Linked DNA regions of Mus musculus: all the other regions are linked to region 1. A link is a contact called in public ChIA-PET, Hi-C, HiChIP or PLAC-seq and promoter capture Hi-C data. All regions are on one chromosome and are shown on one strand. The core of a region is the stretch at or near the end of the contact, and the rest is flanking DNA. Distances in the headings are between cores, read along the strand shown.

Region 1 (2,700 bases), core at 62-2,561:
TGAAAGTACTGGGGAAGGATTCTGCAGTTCTTAAGTGACACTAGGACCTCCGGAAAGACCTACGACGGCCTAGTGCTACAGGACTGCGATCTTAGCAAATCTGGGAGGCAGAGGCAGGAGGGTTCCAAGTTCAAGGCCTGCTGAGGCTGAGATTTCAAGGCTATCCTGGGCAACTTCTGGAGATCCTGCTAAAAAAATAGAAGCAAGCAAACTGGGGACACACAACTCAGTGGCGGGACTTGCCTAGGATGTACAAGGTTTAGGTTTAGTCTCTAAGACTGAACTCCTGCTCCCTCCCAAAGTAAAAAGGCCTCTTCAATGCCTGTCCTGTGTGAAAGGTGACTGGACTCACTGGCCTTTTAACATATACCAGTAAAACTATGCGCTCCCAAGTTGCGGAGTAATCGGGATGAACCCTAGCCCCACCCTGCTAAGGGGCAAAAACCATGTAGTTATTGGAATTTTTTTTTTTTCAGTCATTAAAACAGAAACTCAGGAAGGAGATCATTAGAAGGCTCTGAAAAGGCCAAACTACTGTGAGAGGACCGGAAGCTGAACCTTCAAAGTCCTGGTAACTCCTCCCTGTTCTAGTGAAGAGTGAACTTTAATGGAAAGTAACTCTTGCAGAAGTGTCAAAGACGTCCCAAAAGTTCAAAACCATCCCACATTGCTGAAAGGAGGCCAAGTGTGCGCATAAAACCCAAAGCCCTGCTGGGGAGGGTTAACTTTCAGAAACTTGTCTAACTTTAAAGGTGTCCCTCGCAAAGTTGGAAGGAAACTACCTGTGGGCTACTTCACTGTGGGATGGAAAGAGGGCGTCGCTCCGGGGCGCCGGGGGCCACCCTGACACCTGGGGGCCTTGGGTGGGGCACAGCCTGCTGGTCCCGCCGCCCTAAGGGGTCTGTGGGGGGCTGCGTCCCGCGCTGAGCGTAAAGGGGTGCAAGGGGCCCTGGAGTGCCGGGGCCCGCCCGCCCGGCCTCCGCGACCCTCCGGACCCCGCCCGCTGCAACTTACCCCGAGCAGGCACACTTTAAGTTCCCTCAGCGCCATGGCCCGGGAACCAGGGGTGCGGGCCCGCCGCCGCCCTAAGTTGAGGAGGGAGAGGCCCGGCCCAGCACCAGCATCCCCCGGCGCCGCCGCCTCACCGCCAAGTCCCGGCCGAGCACTCCGGGCGGCCGTGCGTCCGCCGCCGCCCTCCGGTCCGGCCGACCCCGTCACTTGTCCGGCGGAGTCACCTCAACAGCCGGGACACCGCCTTGGCCTCCCGGGCGCTACCGCCGCCGCCATCTTGGGACGCCAGCTGGGTCACCTGACCTCCCCGCCCACTTCGGCAGCCACCTTCTCCGCGAGGGCGGGGCGGCCGGCTCGCAGCTCACAGGCGGGTGGGCGGAGCACCAATGGGCGGAGCCTCAGCGTCGCCCCACCCTCCAGCTCCGCCTCAGCCCCATCTTCTCTAAGGAGTGGGCGGGGCGGGATGGGGCGTAATCTTGAAGCTACCACGCCTCTAGCTCCACCTTCCACCCGTCCCAAGATGGCGGCGGGTGAGTGAGGCCAGGCTGGTGGGCGGAGCGCGAGGGATGGGCGTGGCCTCTGGGCTCGCCCCCGCCTCCAGCCCCGCCCTCTGGCACATCCTAAGATGGCGGGTGAGTGGGGTCTAGGCTCAGGGGTCTCCGACGGCTCCCCTTCCCCTCCCCGAGAGCCCCCCTCACCCCACCTCCGCACGAGCCCGGGACTCGCCGCCCGCGCAGCCCCGTGTAGCTCCTTGTGTGTCTTTTGATTTTTTTTCAGAGATCCCTCTGTACTTTGTGGACTTGCAGGATGACTTAGAGGACTGTAAGTAACAGTTGGGGCGCCCCGCCCCTCCTTGGGTCCCTCCCAGAGGACTGTGGGGTGCACTTAGACGGGACAGGAGCCTCAGGTCGAGCCTATCTCGAGCCCGCTTCTTCTCAGGTGCCCTTCCCTCCTGGGCTAGGACTTGGGTCTGTTGGAAACTTTGTCTTCCTGTCACTTTCTCCTCTGGCTGCGCTAGGAGCTGTGAGAGGGAAAGCCAATCCCAACCTGGGAGGAACCTCCTTGGGTTCCTAGTTAGGGCTTGGGAGTGACGCCCTACTTGTGGGCCTGGCCAGCTCCATGTCTTCATGGAGCCCACTGCTTTCCATGTTTTGAGTGGGTCTCTTCCACTTGACCCTTCTCAGCCTCCACTTCTTCTCTGGAATTATTTTAAGAGACAGTAGCTGAGAGAGATGCCACCTTCGAAGTGCAAGTTCCAATTTGTGGCTAATGGACAAACGAAGCTTTGGCTTGTCTATCCAATATAGTTTTTCAGCGCCTACCTCTACTTGCTCGGGCCATTTGTTGGGCTTATGAATTTACAAAGATGAACTAGATCTCCCTCACAAGCCAGAGGGGAGCAGGAAAAAAAAAAAAAAAAAACCCAGGGAGGCTTGCTGGTGGTTGAGGTCAAATCACCTCAGATGACACAAATCACCACAGTCAACTGGGGCTTCCTGAGTCCCAGCCCTAGGAGTTACTTCTGTCCCCTTCCCTTCCCTACCTGAAACTCCCTGACAGGAGTTGATGTTGACTGAGAATGTTTGGTAGACCATTGCAGTGTTGAGCACATTTGATCCCTGAGTGTGTGTGTGTGTGAGTGTGTGTGTGTCAACTCTATTAGTGTAGCATGACACTTGGAGAGAAAAG
Region 2 (2,700 bases), core at 62-2,561, 760 kb before region 1:
TCTCAGCCTTCCTAATGCTGCAACCCTTCAACACAGTTCCTCATGCTGTGGTGAACTCCACCTGTAAAATTACTTTTGTTGTTACTTCATAACTGTCATCTGCTACTGTTAGGAATCACAATGTGAATATGCAAGATATCTGATATGACCCCCACAGGGTCACAGCCCACAGGTTGAGAACTGCTGCTCTAGCGCCTAGCCTGCGATACCACACAAAAGCACTTAGCCCAACATCCAAATTAGCTAAATCCAACTCTATATATCCACCTCCGAGTTCCCAAGTGATGTAGTATGCTCTAGCATACAAACAGATGCCCAGGGTCTTATGTCCTACTGGTCAGCAGCTAGCTCTATAGGACCCCTGGAAGCTGCAACTGATGACTGACAGCTCCTGGTCCAGCAACCAACCAACCAACCACGGAGGGCTTCCCTCACTCGGTTCCAGAAACCCCTCACCTTTCCTCCATCACCCTCACTGCACCACTGACCACTCCACTGGTATACCTCACTGCATCCCATATTCATTCAAAGCTCATCTCACTTCCTGTAGAAAAGCCAAATTCCAGGGCCCCTACTCACTGTCCAGAAGGATATGGGAGGCTTAAGTCAGTCATACAGCTGGGTGGACTTCTGATTTCCTAACCCTGGTGTTTGGGGGGACACTGAACGATACCCGTTCCCCATCTCTCACCCAAATCTTGGACAGTCGGGGCTACGAGATCTTTCCTGTCCTGTACTCTAAGGATGAATGAAATCACCCAAAAGTGGAAAAAAAAGTTTGGTCTGTCCAGCACCGGAGAGTGTTTTCCCAACCCCAGAATGCTGCTGGAGTTTGGAGTTAGTTTGTTCACTGTATCACTGTGGTCCACTTCTCCCTTAGAGTCTGTCCTGCCCCCTCGGGCACCATGGCTTCTGCTTCGCAGAGATCAGCCCCAGGTGTCACTGGGAATCGGAATGCATGGGAAACTGAGGTCCCTAACGGGGCAGGACCGGCCCGAAGCCCTGAGTGCAGTTCCTGGACCCGCTTTGCTAGGGTCCGGGGTCGGAGGTCAGGGAGTCAAGGGTCACGGGTCCCCGTACCCGGGTCTGGCCGGAGCAGGAGCCGCGAGGACAGGACACAAACCCGGCTTCCTGGCGGAACGCCTACGGCCCTCTCACCTGGCCGCCGTCTGCCTCTTCGCCCCACTCTGAGGCATTCCCGAAGTAGTCTTCTCCCATAATTGTACCCGGCGCCGGACCCGCCATATCTGCCGCGTCTCCTCACTGCGCGTGCGCCGGACACAACAAATGGAAGAGCGCGTGCGCGGTTCTGGGCCTCAGGCAAGGCTAGAGAGGCGGAGTTGGAAAGGGGCGTGGTTACAGAGGAGGCGTGGCCTAGTCTTTGGCCTGCTGGGCGGGGAAACACCTTGTAGGATCTCTCATGAGCAAGATGGCTTGAGTCACAGCTTTATGTCTGCCCAGAACACTTCCAAGTTACCTTTTCTCCTTTTTAAGACAGGGTCTCGCCGGGCGCGGTGGCGCACGCCTTTAATCCCAGCACTCGGGAGGCAGAGGCAGGCGAATTTCTGAGTTCGAGGCCAGCCTGGTCTACAAAGTGAGTTCCAGGACAGCCAGAGCTATACAGAGAAACCCTGTCTCAAAAAAAAAAAAAAAAAAAAAAAAGACAGGGTCTCACTCGGAAGTGCAAGCATGCTTCCAGTTGCTATAAAAACCTCGAACCTTCAGTGAGCTTAAGCTTTGCCTGGACAGTGCAGCTGCCAACCGAGCAGGTATCACAGAAATGTTCGGATTTCTTTTACTATGGGCAAAAAGTACTCGGTGCATTGCAGAGCGAGATATAAAACATATTTCCAGTGGAGGAGGCCCTACAGCCTACAAAAGCCATGACTGGGCTCTGGAAAAGTGGACCCACTGAACACCTAGACTGAAGATACCTGGAGAGGCCTCCTGGCAGGTGGCCCCAAATCATCGATCGGGGAGGTTAACACCATGGGCTCTGGATGCAGACAGTGAGGAGAGGCTAGAGAAAAGAGCCAGCCATGTAGTACAGTCCTCAGGCACTGTCTGCAGAGCTGTTGGAATGCTATTTTACTTCTTCCTTCCTTCCATCATTTGACAAGTGTTTGTTGAATAACTCCTAAGTGCCTGGATCATTGATAACACCTGGAGTACAGTGACGTACTCAGGGACGAGATCCTTGCCACTTTGCCACCCATGATCCGAGGGAGCTAGCCTGCAAACAAAGGGGAGAAATGATAATACTGGATAACCAAAGTAAATAGTCTGTAATGATAGAAGAGACTTTCCCAAGATGCTCAGGGTGGCTCTTTCCATTCCAAATAACCTGGTGAAGAAAGTCCCCCACCAGAGCTTGTGGCACCCTGCATTGTAGTTGATGCCAGAGCCACCCAAGGTGACAACCACTTGCAAGGCTTTAGTCCGATGGCACATTGAAGCACTAGACACAGAGTTAGCAGGTAGTCAGCAGGAATTAGTTATTATAAAAGTTCATCTGGATTTTTGTTTAAGGAAAGTGATGGAACAGATATATCTGGAATGTCTAGCTATTTGCTACACCCAAAGAGGACTTATGGAGAGGAGGGAGGAAACCAGAGTTGCAGGGAGTGAGGAGGAAGGTGGAAAGGCAAGGAATGGTCTGGTAAGAGGCTACTTAGACTTCCAGTCTGTACACTCACAGAT
Region 3 (2,700 bases), core at 68-2,567, 940 kb before region 1:
TACACAGCATTAGCCGCAGGGCCAGGTATAGCATCAATGCTAATTGTAGTATTGTTGAGAAAAGGATTATCCTCCAAGGACTCTCTCTGGTCCTAGGGCATCTCAGTAGACACAGTCCCAAGGGGATGCTTCCTTCTCTCCATAGAGCAACACCAAAGCTTTGGAGGAGGTTATCTGAGGAGACAGGAGCCCTGTGGCTTGCTGGGAATACACAGATCAAGGTGGCAGGTCACGCACACATCACCACGCCCCATAGCCTCATGTATCCACCTCCACACCAGCCCCCTCACATCCACATCCGAGAAGAGAGAACACGAGAACTCGGGTGTGCACTCACCCCAGCCCACGTGCGCTGGGAACACAAGGGGCTATCAACCTGTTACCCTTGCCCCTGTTAGAAGCCCATGGGCAATGGGGGACTGCTCATGGATCTCCCACCTAGGTGAGCCTGCCAGGAGGGCCAAGTGTATTTGCATATAATTTGCATGTGTTGACACAACCCTTCCCATCTCTGCACAGAGCTTTCCCAAGCTAACCTGTTATTACTGCCTCTCTGAAGTTGGCGCCGCCGCTCGCCCACCCACTGCCAGTGAGTACTACGCATGGAGACGGTCTAGGAGCTGGCAGATCAGATCAGATCACTTCAGCAACTCGCACAGCCTCACAGCCTCAGTTTCTCCTCTGGACAATGCATACCAAGACAGCTCTGTACAAAAACTCCCGATGTAAAATGTCCAGAGTGAAGTATTGCTTGCATGGAGGGAGCTCTTGATTTGCAGCACAGGGCTCAGAACGGCCTCTGGGTGAAGAAGTCGGTTCCCTAGGCCTCAGTGACTAGTTGTCACAAACTCAAAACTACAGGACTCTTAGTTAAATTGATATTTCCTGGGAACAGTTGAGTAGTGTTTTAGGAAGAACTGCTTCTATACGACCTTCTTGTATCAAGACAATAGTCACTGTTTAATTGAAATTTAAAATTTAGCCGGGTGTCCTAGATTTTTATCTAAACGCCTTACCTGGGGCCGAGGCCAGGGGGCTCCTGTCATTACTAATATCCTGTTTTCTTACTGTTCTTACAAAGCTCTGGGGGACATGGTCTCTGTTTCCCAAATGTCCTGCTTCCTACTCTCGGATAGGAAGCAGGGGGGGCAGGAGGCTTCATGTGAGGTGAATTGAGAATTGTTGAGGGGGAGGGGAGGGAACACATGCTTCCTAATCTAGGTACAAAGCTAGTCTGTGCTCCCCTCTACTCTCTGTGAAGAGACTGGGCGGTTATCACTGTGAACGTGAGGCCCATGCTTCCTGTGGTGAAGAGCGCGAGTGTTTTCATCAACAGAACTGGTTTCTAGGGCCTCCTCACAGGATGTGAGGCCTGTGGCAGGTCACAGAGGAAGAGGCAAGCTGTGGCAGGGGCTACAGCTTGGGGCGGGAGGGCTGGTGGTGGAAGGGGGCTGCATGTGGGCCAGGCTGTGTCAGTCCAGGGGCTGGAGCAGGAATCCAGCCCCATGGTTATCTACAGAGAGCTCTCCGTCAGGCTGCATTCTGCTTTCCTTGATTCATATTCGGTATGATGCTAGACTTACTCCATTACAGTCTTTAAGTCTTTATCTAAGCTAGGCACCATGCAGGATGGGGCAGAGCTCAGCATCTGAGGTTAAGCCCCAGTTCTACTGGCTCCTCAGAGCCATGACTGAAGGAGCCAGGGATGGAAGTGTGGCTCAGTTGGTAGAGCGCTTGTCTAGCATGCATCAGGCCCTGGGTTTGTGATCTGCAGAGTGCATAGCACACCTGTCATCCCACCATCAGAAGGTGGCAGCAGGAAGATCAGACTGTCTAGGTCATTCTCAACTATGTAGCACGTTCCGGACCATCCTAGGCTACCTGAGAACCAGGAAAGACTAGAGAACGCCCGTCAAGCTTGCCTATGAGCCATGTGTGGTAACTAGGGAGAGCTCTGCATCTAAGGGCTTTGCCAGGACAAGCTTTTCACCCTGGGGAACAGGGACACTATTAGAAAACATGTGGCTCACCCAAGAGTGACAGTTTCCTTCGAGATTTGTGAAGAAGAGGAATTGTACGGTAAGACCAGAGGATAGATCATGGAGTGTATTGAGAGATAAAAATCCAAAACTTAAAACACAAGACTCCACATTCTTCCCATAAAGTAGCACTGGGCAGGCCCCACCCTTCGGGCAAGTTGCAAAGATGACGTAACACAAGGCATCACTTTTCCCTGCCCCCACCACCTTCATGAGACAGATCTTCCTTCTGGGAACATATGTTTCCACCATGTCTGCTTCCATGTGAATGGTTAAACCCTAAGCATCCACAGCAGCTGGGGCACTGAAGTAACCCCTTGGGCTCTCACAGGTTGCTAATGGCATGCTATGGTCAGACCTCCAACAGAGGCCAGGCACCTCGAAAAACCATTTTCCTCTTGGCTTCACCAAGATGTAACTGTGTACCTGTGGTTCAAGTATGGCTAGCCTAGAAGGGACCAGAGGATTTCATAACTAATGGAGACCTGTCCTTCGCATCTGTCCCTCATGAACAGTGTGCCCCGCCTATAGCATCCATCTAGCCCCCTTCTCCTAGGTCGAAGGTGCTTCAGAGGAGGACTGAAAGAAAGTGGCCAGGGAACTTGAGGTGTGTAGGGGCTAAAACACACTCAGGCCTATGAATCTACAGTGATATAGCTCA
Region 4 (2,700 bases), core at 167-2,666, 600 kb before region 1:
AATGAACAGTGCAGACTGGCATTCCTGGGAACCTCTTGTGTACAGCGAGTACCCTGTGTCAACCCAACATGAAAAGACACTGCTAGAGCAAACGTTGTCAACATTGAAGAGCATCCTACAAAGGACTCAAAACAAGCTACAGAAAGCAGGGAATTTGGAGAGGATCAAGTTTTCTCGGGGTATGAATGGGACAGGGCGGGGTGTTGTGACGTGATCCAGTGATCAGAGAAAGGCTGTCTTCTGAGCACCTAGCAAAACATGAGCAGAACTGGCAAGGGCGTGGTAGCTCAAGGCCATTATTCCAATGTGTCCGTAGAATCCATTATAATACACATCTCCATATATGTAAACTTATAGCCCAACTCTCCAGAGCTGTATAGTCAGGCCAGCCAAATAGGTGTCGCTCCTTCCAAGTGAGATGGGCACCATCATGAACAGTAAAGGGGCCTCATGAGGCCTGTTGCCTGGTTCCCCAGGAGCGAGCATCCCCATGAGCCTTAGAAAGAGCCAATGCAGAGGTGGAAACCTCCGCTGAGCCTAGGAACATTCAGGATGAAGCAGGGTTTGCAGCCACACGGTAATATGTGCACGCATGGCGAACTTGGCTATACACGCAACAGCATCTTCATGTGAGCACAACAATGACAGAACAGCTGATGTTCCCTCACTAGGCCATTGTGTTTTGGGTAAGAAGAGAGAGTCTAGTACCTCGATGTGGAGCCATGGGGAGGAAGGGCCCTGATGAGGTGTTGAGACGAATCAATGTGCAAGAGCCCTGATGGGCAGTAGGCAAGTCTGAAGGCTCTGATGAGTCTGGGCACTGGGCGTGGCAATGCTGATAGACTGGGATGTTTCTGGGAAAGGCTGTGGTTGCCTCTAACAGGAGAACCTATATGTTCAGAAGGTCAGCCAGGGGCCATCCAGCAGAGCTCACCCCATCTGAGGGCTATGAGCCTGCCCATTGGCAATGTTTCCCACAAGCAGAGGAAAGCCTAGATCACTTGGCAGACGGATCTCAGAGGAGGCCTTGTTTGCCCAAAATACCTCCCTATACTCCCCCGAAATTCTTCACTTTCTCGAAAGGCAGAATGTTCATGTAATTTGAGGTGATTCTGGGTTGATGCCACCCTCTGAGAGAACAAATGTGCCCGAGTACCAGGCATTGGCACCTGCCTGCAAATGGAGCCATCTGTGGTCTGTGCCTTCACACCTAGGGAACATCTGTGCCCACAGGTCAGCAGAAAGGGGGGTCCTCAGCCTGTTGCCAAGGACCAGAGTGTTCAAGGCAGGGGGAGGGTGGGAGTGATGTAACCACCTAAGCTTCCCTAGAGCAAACTCCTCCAGGACAGGTTCCTAGGAAGGCTGGAGGAGGGGCAGAGAAGCCAGAGCCATCCCTCTTCCTGGATGGTGAGTCACTCTCTACTCTGCTAGGGCAAACAGCCCACAAGACTATGTCACCCATTGCCGTTCTTGCTCTGGGCCCCCAAGGTACAGCAAGGACAAGGTAGACATGGGTCTGTAGTGGAGAGTCCTGGAAGAGTGTGTAGAAGGGGCTTCTTAGAGGAAGAGCCATGTTAGTGGGGACAGGAAGTACATACAGCATGAGAAGAAGGCTTAGATCCCACAGAGCTGTCTTTACCCCGAGCTTGGATATTTACCAGGGATGGGGATGGGGCCACTGCATATTTCTCAGTCTACAATCTGGAAAGTTCTCTGGAGACAGCTAATTGAAGTCAAAATAGAAACCAGGACTCAGCAGGGGCTGATGGGACTGTCCTGGAGTGGTGTCACTACTTCACCCATGGAGGAGGTGACAGGGAGAGAATGGGATTCGTCCCACAGTCATGGTGGCTGAGCTCCTCTGGCTTAGGGCTGTGAGACACAGAGAGGGAGAGCAGGTGTGATGTGTAGGCCATCAGGCGGGTGGTTTAATGGATGCATCCCCAGACCCACGGATGGACGATGTTCACCTCAGTCCCTAAAGAACGTCAGTGCTCCAGAAGCGCGGAGCAGGGGGAGCTCCAGGCGGGCATGATGGGCTGATGCTGGAAGTTCAAAAAACAAATCACCCCCACCCCAATATCTGGTTCTGGGCAGTCGTGTGAGATGGTCTCAATACAACTGTGGACAAAGCTAGGGGTACGCAGTCCTTGGGGTGTTGCCAGGCTGATGGCGAGATCACTGTTGGCCAGAGAACCTCAGATGTGTAGGTGGCATCAGCAAAGGGAGCAGAGACCTCAGGGAGCCCTAGGCCCTCCGGGGCAGAGGGAAAGTGAGGGGCAGGGGAAGAGACAGACTTTCAGGGCTTGTAGGTCCCTGGGGAACATGGGTCAAGGGGGACTCTGACATCTTAGGAGGATTAGGGCATCATTATGCCATGGACAAGGAAATGGGGCTATGGCCTGCTGAGGGGTCACTCTCTAGGTTTGTCCTTTGGGACCAGGGAAGGGATTGTTTCTTCTCATGGAAAACACACACACACACACACACACACACACACGCACGCCGCCACCACCACCACTACCCAACACAACTGTTAGGTCAGAAAGCTTCCCAGAGCCACCCAAGGGTGCAATGGGGTATGTGTGGAGATGGGGGCAGGCTGCGAAAGGGGCCAGAAAGAGAGGCTTCCAGGGCCCCTCTTTTTCCAGCAGCAGTTGAAAAACTTGGCTTCCTTCGTGAAAATCCAATAAAATCAGC
Region 5 (2,700 bases), core at 116-2,615, 780 kb before region 1:
CAGGGATTGAACTTGGGACCGTGAGCACACTGAGTACACACTCTCCCGATAAACGCTGCTGCCCTATTGTGCTCTTCACTAGACCTTGCCTGTGGGATGCCATAGAATCGCCAAGACCAATTGTCCCCTTCCTGCGAGAGAGAGCCCATGTGGAACCCACGTGGGAGGCGACACTCCCCCAGAGTGGACCGAAGGGCTCTAAGGTCAATGCATGGTCACTACTGGGGAGAACTGGCTTAGGGAACTCAGGTCTCTGCCTGGGCCTTGGGAGGCCCTCATTCCTACCAGGCTACTTACCACCCAGCAGAAGGGAGAGGTTGCCATGACCCCCCAGGATGAAAGATTTCAACATACAGATGCCAGTGTTCATTTGCCTCCGTGACTACTTTATAGCAACAGGGAACAAAACTCTTGCGTTGTTAAGGGTAGCCCCAAGTTTGCTTCTGAGGTCTTGTTCTGCTCTCTGACAGGAGGTATCCAGCAGGCTTTTGAGTCTTGTTGGAATCCTGGGTGATCTGGAAAGGCAGGCAGCAAGACAGCCATTATGATTTCTGACTGCCCCTATCCACAGACAGAGGAATGGCTGTAGCCCCACTGGCCATCGCGCATCAGGAATCTCACACCCACCACCTGGAGAGAGCCTGAGATAAAACACCAGGGGATGTTTCTTACAGAAGAAGAGATAGCTTTGTGGCCTGGGACTGCTGACAATAGCTCACGGGGCACAGGGGGAAGGGGAAATTCTCCCATTACGAAACCTAGGCTGGCCAGGTCCCACTTCTTTCTCAGTTCCTCATCTTGGAAGAGTCTGGTTAGCAGGGACCCTTTCCAGAACCCCAGGGACTCACGATATATGTGCCAAGTGAAAAAAAAGAAAAAAAAGAAAAAAGAAAAGAGTAATCCTGGAAGGATCCTTCTCTGTGAAGGAGAGCTGTCTCTTCAGGAAAAGCCTGGGTCTTGGGGGGTGGAGAGGAGGGGCTCAGAAAGCCAGGCTAGAGTCCAATGCTGGGTATGACCCACACCTTCTTCCAGCCTCAGGATATCTCTGTGCGCTCCTAGGGAGACCTAACCTAATGGGACACTGCACCACACTCCAGAGCAGAGAAACAAAAGAATCTGGGCTGAGTGGGCCAATGGAAGCCTGCTGAGCCCTACCCTGCTCCAGGATGCCTGGGTCTCTGAATAGTAAACTTAAGTTTTGCTGTCAGTCCGTGTTATCACAATGGCTGGTGGCACTGTCAGGTCTGGGGTCTGGTTGTGTGACCCCAGGTTCTGCTGATCCGGTTGTTTGATTCCTAGTGAGGCAGATTATCTCCTGGGGGCTGCCGAGCGGGGCGGGGCGGGGGCAGGAGCAGCGGGGAAGGCCCCGCCCTCGGGGTGTGTCCAACTTGGGCGCCTCCTAAAGGACCGGGCGGGGCGTCCCGAGCGCGTGGGCCTGCGGGTCGGGTCAAGAGGTCGAAGGTGCTGCGCGTGATCCAGGATCCGAATTGGCCCGGAGCAGGAGCATGGCGTCGTCGGGGTCGGTGCAGCAGCTGCCCCTGGTGCTGCTGATGTTGCTGTTGGCGAGTGCGGCACGGGCCAGACTCTACTTCCGCTCGGGCCAGACTTGCTACCATCCCATTCGCGGGGACCAGCTGGCTCTGCTGGGGCGCAGGTGGGCGCGGGGCTGTGCCTAGGGAGGAAAAGGGTCAACTTCTAGGCCAGGCGCGCACCCCCTGACACTTGGGACCTTGCCCCATCCTCCCTCATTAGGCCTGGGAAGCACAAATCCCATCCCTTCCTTTTGGGATGATTTTCACATCCGGGGAGCTCTGGGGTTTGCTGGTTTGGGCAGTTCTCGCCTCTACTGCCTTTGTTAGTGAGCATTAGCGTATTTCGGAGATGCTCTGTCACATTCAGCTTCCAATAGTCCTGGGTTCTGCTGGTGGCTCTTCTGGGTCAAGTTCTGAACCGACCACAGTTTGGGAAGAAGGCCAACAGGAGAAATGACTGGATTTGTGGCCCTGGTGGGGGTAGGGAGAGGGGAGGCCCTATGCGTTCCAGAGTTGGTTTCCATTGCCATGATGTCCTCCCAGGACTTATCCTCGGCCGCATGAGTACCTGTCCCCAGCGGATCTCCCCAAGAATTGGGACTGGAGAAATGTGAACGGTGTCAACTATGCCAGCGTCACCAGGAACCAGCACATCCCACAGTACTGTGGTTCCTGCTGGGCCCACGGCAGCACCAGTGCCATGGCAGGTAGGTGGCCTGGCGCTCCATGCTAAGCCTAGGGCAGGGCCAGTATCTTGGCCAGGTGGGTGGCTGCACTTCACCATCCAATCTACCTTTAGGTGAGCCATGATAGCCATAGCCCGGGGCTACAGGGGCCCATGGCCCTGTACCATGATTCAGACTTGGATTTCCCCTCAGCCAGAGTGAGGTGGCTGTGTCATTCTGGAGTTCTCTCCTGTGGGCCTACTAGGGCCTCTGTGGGACAGGCTTGGGCTGGAATCTGGTGACAAGTGGCTCCCAGGAACCTTCCCTTCCTCAGAACTTGTGACTTCAGCCATTGAGAACCATGGGACCGGTGTTGCAAAATCACTGAGTTCACAGTTGGTTTGTGGGGCGTGGAAGTGAAACTGCTTCTCAGTAGCAGCTGGCATTTGAGGTGAACATGTTCCCCAGTACGAAATGGCCCCCCCAGCTCTCTTCTTCGAACC
Region 6 (2,700 bases), core at 73-2,572, 680 kb after region 1:
CCCTAAAATTGATATCATGACTAAAAATTAACCATCTTAAATTGTAATGATTCAAAAGGAAAAAAATTAATCACTACAAGAAAAGAAAAAAAAATGAATTTTGTACTAAATAGTTCACTTGGCCACAAAAAAATCATGCCTCTTTACCACAAAATATCAAGACTGAACCCAGCTTTCTCCAGCTGGCTGTTAATTTCACAAACCATCAGTTTAAAAAAAATATATATCTCAATCATTTTAAGCAACATTGGCACATTGCCTAAGGAGGAAAGCCAAGCTAAACAAAGAAGATGGGCAAAATGTTGAGTTTTAACAACCACACAATTCTCAACGTTTCTACTGTGTGTATGTGGGGGGGGGGATAGATCAGAAAATGGATTTTAAAACATTTACTATTTTCTAACACAATTTTTTTCAAAGTTTGGAATAGGCTGAGACAAATACTGAAGGTCAAGATATAGTCAGGTGAACCGTAGGAGAGTCTCTGTAGTTGGTTGTGAAGAAATTACTTACAATATGTTCATCTGTTCCCTTCAGGTTAAAAAAAAAAAAGTCTTATTATAAATTACTTAAAATGTGATGATGTCCTTGTTAGTTCTGAGAAATTAATTAGTGGTAGTTCAGAGAGTAAACGCTTTTCACTTTCTCTTTCCTCTTCTATCCCTCACTCCCAAACCTATTTTACACACACACACACACACACACACACACACACACAATTTTTTTTCAACATGGGGTTTCTCTGTCTAACAGCCCTGGCTATTCTGGAACTACTGATTTCAAACTCAGAAACCTGCCTGCCTCAGCCTCCCGGTGCTGAAATTAAAGCCCAGCTTTCATTTAAAACAAAAACAAAAACAAACAAAACAAAACAAGACAAAGCCCCATAAATCCAAAGCAAGTCTCAAGCTCTCTGACTATAAAGGACACTGATAAACCTAGGAACTAAGCCAGAGCGGGGCGCCTGGAACATTCTAGAAAACATCTGGTGTGTACAGGGTCCCGGTCACCACCAGGGAGCACTAGGGAGCACCGACTTCGGGGCTCGGACGTGGCCTCCGACGCTCTCCCCACGGAGGCCACCTCGGCGCCACGAGGAACCTTCCCGGGCTTTCCATGGCCCTGCCGAGCTGCTGTACCTAGAGGCCACGCGGGTGGCCCCGGCAGGGGTCTCCCCTGCGCCTCTCTTCACCATGGCCAACAGGGAAGCCCTGTGCCGATCCAGGGCGTCGAAGAACGAGGCCTCGGGCCCCATAGGCGCGAACGCCATAATGGCGGATGCGGAGCCGCTCTGAGGCCTCCTGCCCCTGCGAACCTTTCCGCGCTCTAGCCACGCGCATGCGCACTGCACCACTGACCGCGGGACAGCCCGCGGAGCAGAGTGCGCAGGCGCAGGGGCCTCTGAGGCGCCCCCCCAACACACACACACACACACACACACACACACACACACACACACACACACACACACACACACTACCCTTCAGGGAGGACATGAAGCTCTCAGATGCAGATCTCTGGGGTCGAGGTTTTCTTGGTCTGATAACTTAGGGGAAATAATACTTGCAAAGCTCTTTTGGGGGGTCATTTGGGGAGGTAATAATTACAACTTTTCACTAGGACGGTCATGGACCTGGGGATAGGTATGGGAGAAGGGAAACATTTCTGCCTGGTTTGGCTTCCTGCCTCTGTACCAGGTCCTCTCCACCTGCCTCCTCCTGTGTGCCGGGATTAAAGGCTTTTTACTGTCCAAAACATGTTTGGGATTTGCTTTTATTAAGAAGATTGTCGTTGGGGAAAGCTCGGCGTTAAGAATTTTAATGCACTTGTAGAGAGCCTAGGTTCATTCATTTCTTAGGACCCCCGCCAGGCAACTCATATCTGCCTAAAACTACACTTCCATGGGACCTCATGCCCTCTGGCCTCTGTGGGTTCCTGCATGCATGTGGTACTCACACATAAAAATATTTTTTTAAAAAAAGTGAATTTTTAAAAATATATAAAAAGTTGTTGCTTATCTGAAAATAGTATTTCCATCCTAAGCCTTAATAGCGTGAATATCACTTCCTCTCCTTGCAGACCTACGGTAAGACATGTCTCGCTTTATTCTCTCTGAGCCTTCTAGAGCAGAAGGTGGGATTTCTGAAGTCCTAGAGGAGCCTTGACTCTTAGAACCGTATCCTTAACAAAGAGAGACTGGGATGAGGTAAAAAACTGACTGGACCAAAGTGGCTTGAATCAAGGTGTATGAGAGATGCTGGGACTGATCCCGTGAGAGCCACCTGACCACAGGCCCCAGTTGATAGTTTTTATTTCTAATAGTCTAGTGGCAGAAATAACAGCCTCCTCTCTGCATGCCCATGCTGAGGCATCCCTTCCCTCTGAGGGACCAGCCACACTTCCCTATACTATTCTGTAGTATAGAATAGAGTTTATTTAGGGCATGGATGGGGAAGGGAGTTGAGAGAAAGGGGGGGTGGGGATAGAGGAGTAGAGGCTGGCTATGAGCACATGGGGGGGAGGAAGGGGGGAGGGAAATGGGGAAAGAGGGGGAAGAGGGGAAGAGAGCAAGGACAGGAGAGCAAGAGAGAGAGAGAGAGAGAGAGGAGGGGGCAAGCAACCCCTTTTATAATGAGTCAGGCCCAGCTGGCTATTGCCAAGTAACTATGGAGTGGAGCCTAGGCTAAAAGCCAACACTGC
Region 7 (2,700 bases), core at 192-2,691, 660 kb after region 1:
CAACAGTGCACATTCTCCAGGCTCCTCTGTGGCTGGTGAGTTGGCTCAGGTAGTAAAGACACTTGGTGTGCAAGCCTGGAAACCCGAGTTCGACCCTCAGAACCAACAGAAAGGCAGGCGAGAACTCCAAAGTTGTCCTCTGCCCAGATGTGGACTGTGACACGCATGCATGGCCATACACACAACAGGCAGAGAAAGTTTAGGGTTAGTCAGGTGAGCTGGCACAGGTGATCTCTGCACTTGGGAGGCAGGGTCAGGAGGAGCAGGCCATCCCTGACTGTACAGAAATCTGAGGACAGCCTGGTCTACAAAAGAGCCCATTTAAAGAAAAGGATTTGCACGGTCTAACACTGAATGTAATTGACAACTGTGTCGTTGCCAAGGAAACCATCTGTGCACTGTGACTCCAGACTCCCATATGCTTTTGCCACATTTCAAGCTGTTACTAAAAAGCAAATTCTTAAAACCCAGACTTCCACCAAGTCAGCCACCTCTCCAAAAGCGAGGCTAAGGCCCGAGCAATCCACAGCCTAATGAGGGTCGCTTCCTTAAAATAACAAGGAAAGGGAAACTGCAAGGAACTGTGGGAGCGCATTTGACTCCTGCTGCCTTCGAGACAGCCACGATGTGTCAGAGCCACCATAAGGTGCACATTCACGTCTCAGAAGACGGCTCGGGAGACAACTCTCGGGGCTGAGGACTACAAGCCTGTCTGTACAGGGAGAGGGATGCACAGACACGCAGCCAGGGCTATGTTTCTCCGGAGCGTGAGTTAGTCTTGATTTTCACCGGAAAAACTAACTCCTCCATCCTGGAGTTAGGAAACGAAACGACCCCCAGTGTGTGCTGGGATCCGCACGCTCCTCTCCCGTGCAATTTACTTGAGGACTTAGTTTCAGATCACCATGCGCACGTGAGAAGAGCAAGGGCGTACCGGGTGCCCTGCAGCGGGGGTGAAGAGGCGGTCGGACCTCTGGCAGGCAGCGCAGCCATCTCTCCAGCTCCCGTAGCTCTCAGGGGCCTTTCTCCTGGCTGACTGGGTTAGCTCGGGCTGCTCCCAAGCGTCCGACCACGCCCGCCGGCTCGGCCGTGCCCCTCCCATCCGCGCACGCCGCGGTCCCCCACCGTCCCCTCACCCCCGTGGCCTGGGCGGTGTGCGCACGCGGAGAGGCCCGGCCTACCTAGCGGAGCGCACGGGGTCCGGCTGCAGAGAGGGGCTCGGTCTCCTCACGCGGGCCCGGGCTTCCCGGAGGGAGCGCGGCGGCCGCCTGAGGAACACGCACGCGGCGGGGCCCGAAGCCACGGACCTGCTCTGGCGCGGGGCAGAGGGGGCGCAGCCGGGAGACCCCAGACCGCCGAGTCGTCCGCCTCAAGCCGGTGGAAACTGCCCCGTTACCACAGAAGCACCGCGCACGCGCCACGAGCCACTTCCGGGACTGCCCGGAAAGCGTCAGAGCACGGCGTCCCGCCCCTCTCAAGGCGGGCGCACATGCGCAGAAGCCCTGCTGAGGGCGAGAGGAAGTGTTTATGCCAGCAGTTGTGCGTTTGTGGAAAGTCGGCCAGCGCAGTTGCCAGGCAACTAGTTGAGAGAGGGCGTTGTTTTCGCGTGTGTATCGTTATATTGATTGTTGTTTAAACGTCTAAAGATGATCGTGGAGCCGAAGAGATGGCTCAGCGGCCAAGAGCAGTGGCTTCTTGGGGAAGACCCAGATTCTATTCCCAACACCTACTGGACGGCTCACAGGTCCAAGAGAACCAACACCAGTTCTTGGAGAACTGACGCCCTCTTCTGGTCTCTGTGGTCATTGCACGCAGTGGTGCTTAAACTTCTTCAGGCAACATACTCATATACATGTAAAAACAAAAAACAAACAAACAAACAAACAAAAAAAGAGTTCCCCAGCTCAGATCTAGCACTGTCCTCTGAGAGGCTGCCTACTTGGAACATCCCGAGCGGTATGATAAGGGGAATGGTTCCTACTCCCTGAGATGTTTAAGATTTATTTCCGTGCATGGATGTTGTCCCTGTGTGTATGTATATGCACCACATGCTTGGGGAGGCATGAAAACTGTGTAGGAGCCCCTGGAACAGGAGTTACAGATAGTCGAACCATCATGTGGGTACTGGGAACCGAACCATGGCTCTCTTCAAGAGCAACAAGTACACTTAATTACTGAGCCCCATGTACTAATAGGTCAGTATTAAGCCTGTTTGAAACACAAAAGTCCTGCTCTATGAAACATTCCACATAGAGTGTTTAAGGTGTCAGATAAAATGACAACATAGTTAGCTAGATTCCAGAATGGGGGTTCCAATGAACCAATCAGGGAAAGCGGTTTTAGAGAGAGAGAAAGGACAAGTGTCAGTGAGGAAGAACAAAATGTGATTGGTCCCTACAAAATTAGTTTCCTTGTTGGGCAACTTGGCAGGCCTTCCAATCCCTGCACGCAGGAGGTAGAGGCAGGGGGTGGGGGGGGGCGTCTCTGTGAGTTCTAGGCCAATCAGAACTACACAGAAATGTTCTGTCTCCAAAACAATTTTTAAAAATGTAAGGCAGGAACAGGGTTACAGAACAATGGAATAAAAACTGGCCGCTGGTTACCTGTCTTAAGGGACCTCAGTACAACACAGAGGAAACAGGCCTGTCTAGGACACTTGGTGATCATCTACTTACTCCCATCCCCTGAGAAGTCAAATAA

The links. Promoter capture Hi-C pulls out the DNA fragments that hold promoters and counts their contacts. Hi-C and Micro-C count contacts between places; a contact is called where the count stands out from the background. ChIA-PET counts read pairs in DNA pulled down with a chosen protein or histone mark. HiChIP or PLAC-seq counts read pairs in DNA pulled down with a chosen protein or histone mark.
Region 2: a contact with region 1 is called in a promoter capture Hi-C map of embryonic stem cells, with 2.2 times the contacts expected there. The contact joins the promoter of Nelfcd here to the promoter of Rab22a in region 1. A contact is called at or near these places in 5 of 39 promoter capture datasets (embryonic stem cells, erythroid cells, hippocampal neurons and 2 more), 7 of 484 Hi-C or Micro-C datasets (CD4 T cells, the G1E-ER4 cell line, LSK cells and 4 more) and 2 of 9 other capture datasets (adipose tissue and liver).
Region 3: a contact with region 1 is called in an RNA polymerase II ChIA-PET map of memory CD8 T cells, with 19 read pairs. The contact joins the enhancer-like site here to the promoter of Rab22a in region 1. A contact is called at or near these places in 4 of 39 promoter capture datasets (the C10 cell line, hippocampal neurons, neutrophils and 1 more), 3 of 484 Hi-C or Micro-C datasets (B cells, CD4 T cells and CD8 T cells) and 1 of 115 datasets of contacts at active chromatin or transcription factors (memory CD8 T cells).
Region 4: an H3K27ac HiChIP or PLAC-seq map of trophoblast stem cells shows a contact between it and region 1, with 4 times the contacts expected there. The contact joins the enhancer-like site here to the promoter of Rab22a in region 1. A contact is called at or near these places in 10 of 39 promoter capture datasets (the HPC-7 cell line, cranial neural crest, embryonic stem cells and 5 more), 6 of 115 datasets of contacts at active chromatin or transcription factors (craniofacial prominence, embryonic limb bud, embryonic stem cells and 2 more) and 1 of 9 other capture datasets (embryonic stem cells).
Region 5: a contact with region 1 is called in an H3K27ac HiChIP or PLAC-seq map of bone marrow-derived dendritic cells, with 6 times the contacts expected there. The contact joins the promoter of Ctsz here to the promoter of Rab22a in region 1. A contact is called at or near these places in 4 of 39 promoter capture datasets (the C10 cell line, liver and pre-B cells), 2 of 484 Hi-C or Micro-C datasets (Th1 cells and embryonic stem cells), 2 of 115 datasets of contacts at active chromatin or transcription factors (bone marrow-derived dendritic cells and embryonic stem cells) and 1 of 9 other capture datasets (liver).
Region 6: a contact with region 1 is called in a Hi-C map of CD8 T cells, with 5 times the contacts expected there. The contact joins the promoter of Spo11 here to the promoter of Rab22a in region 1. A contact is called at or near these places in 1 of 39 promoter capture datasets (liver), 1 of 484 Hi-C or Micro-C datasets (CD8 T cells) and 2 of 115 datasets of contacts at active chromatin or transcription factors (memory CD8 T cells and pancreatic cancer cells).
Region 7: a promoter capture Hi-C map of pre-B cells shows a contact between it and region 1, with 4 times the contacts expected there. The contact joins the promoter of Rae1 here to the promoter of Rab22a in region 1. A contact is called at or near these places in 5 of 39 promoter capture datasets (the C10 cell line, erythroid cells, liver and 1 more), 8 of 484 Hi-C or Micro-C datasets (CD4 T cells, the G1E-ER4 cell line, double positive thymocytes and 4 more), 5 of 115 datasets of contacts at active chromatin or transcription factors (bone marrow-derived macrophages, large pre-B cells, memory CD8 T cells and 2 more) and 2 of 9 other capture datasets (adipose tissue and liver).

What each region holds. Positions count from the first base shown.
Region 1 is chr2:173,658,456-173,661,155 of GRCm38.p6, reverse strand. Rab22a (RAB22A, member RAS oncogene family) reads right to left here and starts at 1,311. Exons shown (of 7, transcript NM_024436.3): 1 at 1,015-1,311. The coding sequence starts at 1,050. It also overlaps the pseudogene Ppp4r1l-ps.
Region 2 is chr2:174,414,415-174,417,114 of GRCm38.p6, reverse strand. Nelfcd (negative elongation factor complex member C/D, Th1l) reads right to left here and starts at 1,311. Exons shown (of 15, transcript NM_020580.3): 1 at 1,159-1,311. The coding sequence starts at 1,245.
Region 3 is chr2:174,601,093-174,603,792 of GRCm38.p6, reverse strand. It overlaps Gm46781 (a long non-coding RNA gene), which reads left to right. Exons shown (of 2, transcript XR_003953979.1): 2 at 520-981. It also overlaps a transcript of Zfp831 not described here. Among named protein-coding and RNA genes, the nearest start is that of Gm46781, 4.6 kb to the left of the region's middle. Within about 2 kb of position 1,317, at least 105 of the 459 cell types and tissues checked have an H3K27ac peak or open chromatin away from gene starts, as enhancers often do. A contact at or near this core is called in B cells, CD8 T cells, memory CD8 T cells and 1 more, where this site is marked.
Region 4 is chr2:174,261,992-174,264,691 of GRCm38.p6, reverse strand. No RefSeq gene overlaps it. Among named protein-coding and RNA genes, the nearest start is that of Mir296, 3.8 kb to the left of the region's middle. Within about 2 kb of position 1,416, at least 28 of the 459 cell types and tissues checked have an H3K27ac peak or open chromatin away from gene starts, as enhancers often do. A contact at or near this core is called in trophoblast stem cells, where this site is marked.
Region 5 is chr2:174,437,704-174,440,403 of GRCm38.p6, reverse strand. It overlaps Ctsz (cathepsin Z), which reads left to right and starts at 1,365. Exons shown (of 6, transcript NM_022325.5): 1 at 1,365-1,654; 2 at 2,076-2,239. The coding sequence starts at 1,506.
Region 6 is chr2:172,978,464-172,981,163 of GRCm38.p6, reverse strand. Spo11 (SPO11 meiotic protein covalently bound to DSB) reads right to left here and starts at 1,322. Exons shown (of 13, transcript NM_012046.2): 1 at 1,140-1,322. The coding sequence starts at 1,270. It overlaps Gm52538 (a long non-coding RNA gene), which reads left to right and starts at 2,044. Exons shown (of 3, transcript XR_003953974.1): 1 at 2,044-2,086.
Region 7 is chr2:172,998,858-173,001,557 of GRCm38.p6, reverse strand. Rae1 (ribonucleic acid export 1) reads right to left here and starts at 1,441. Exons shown (of 12, transcript NM_175112.5): 1 at 1,182-1,441.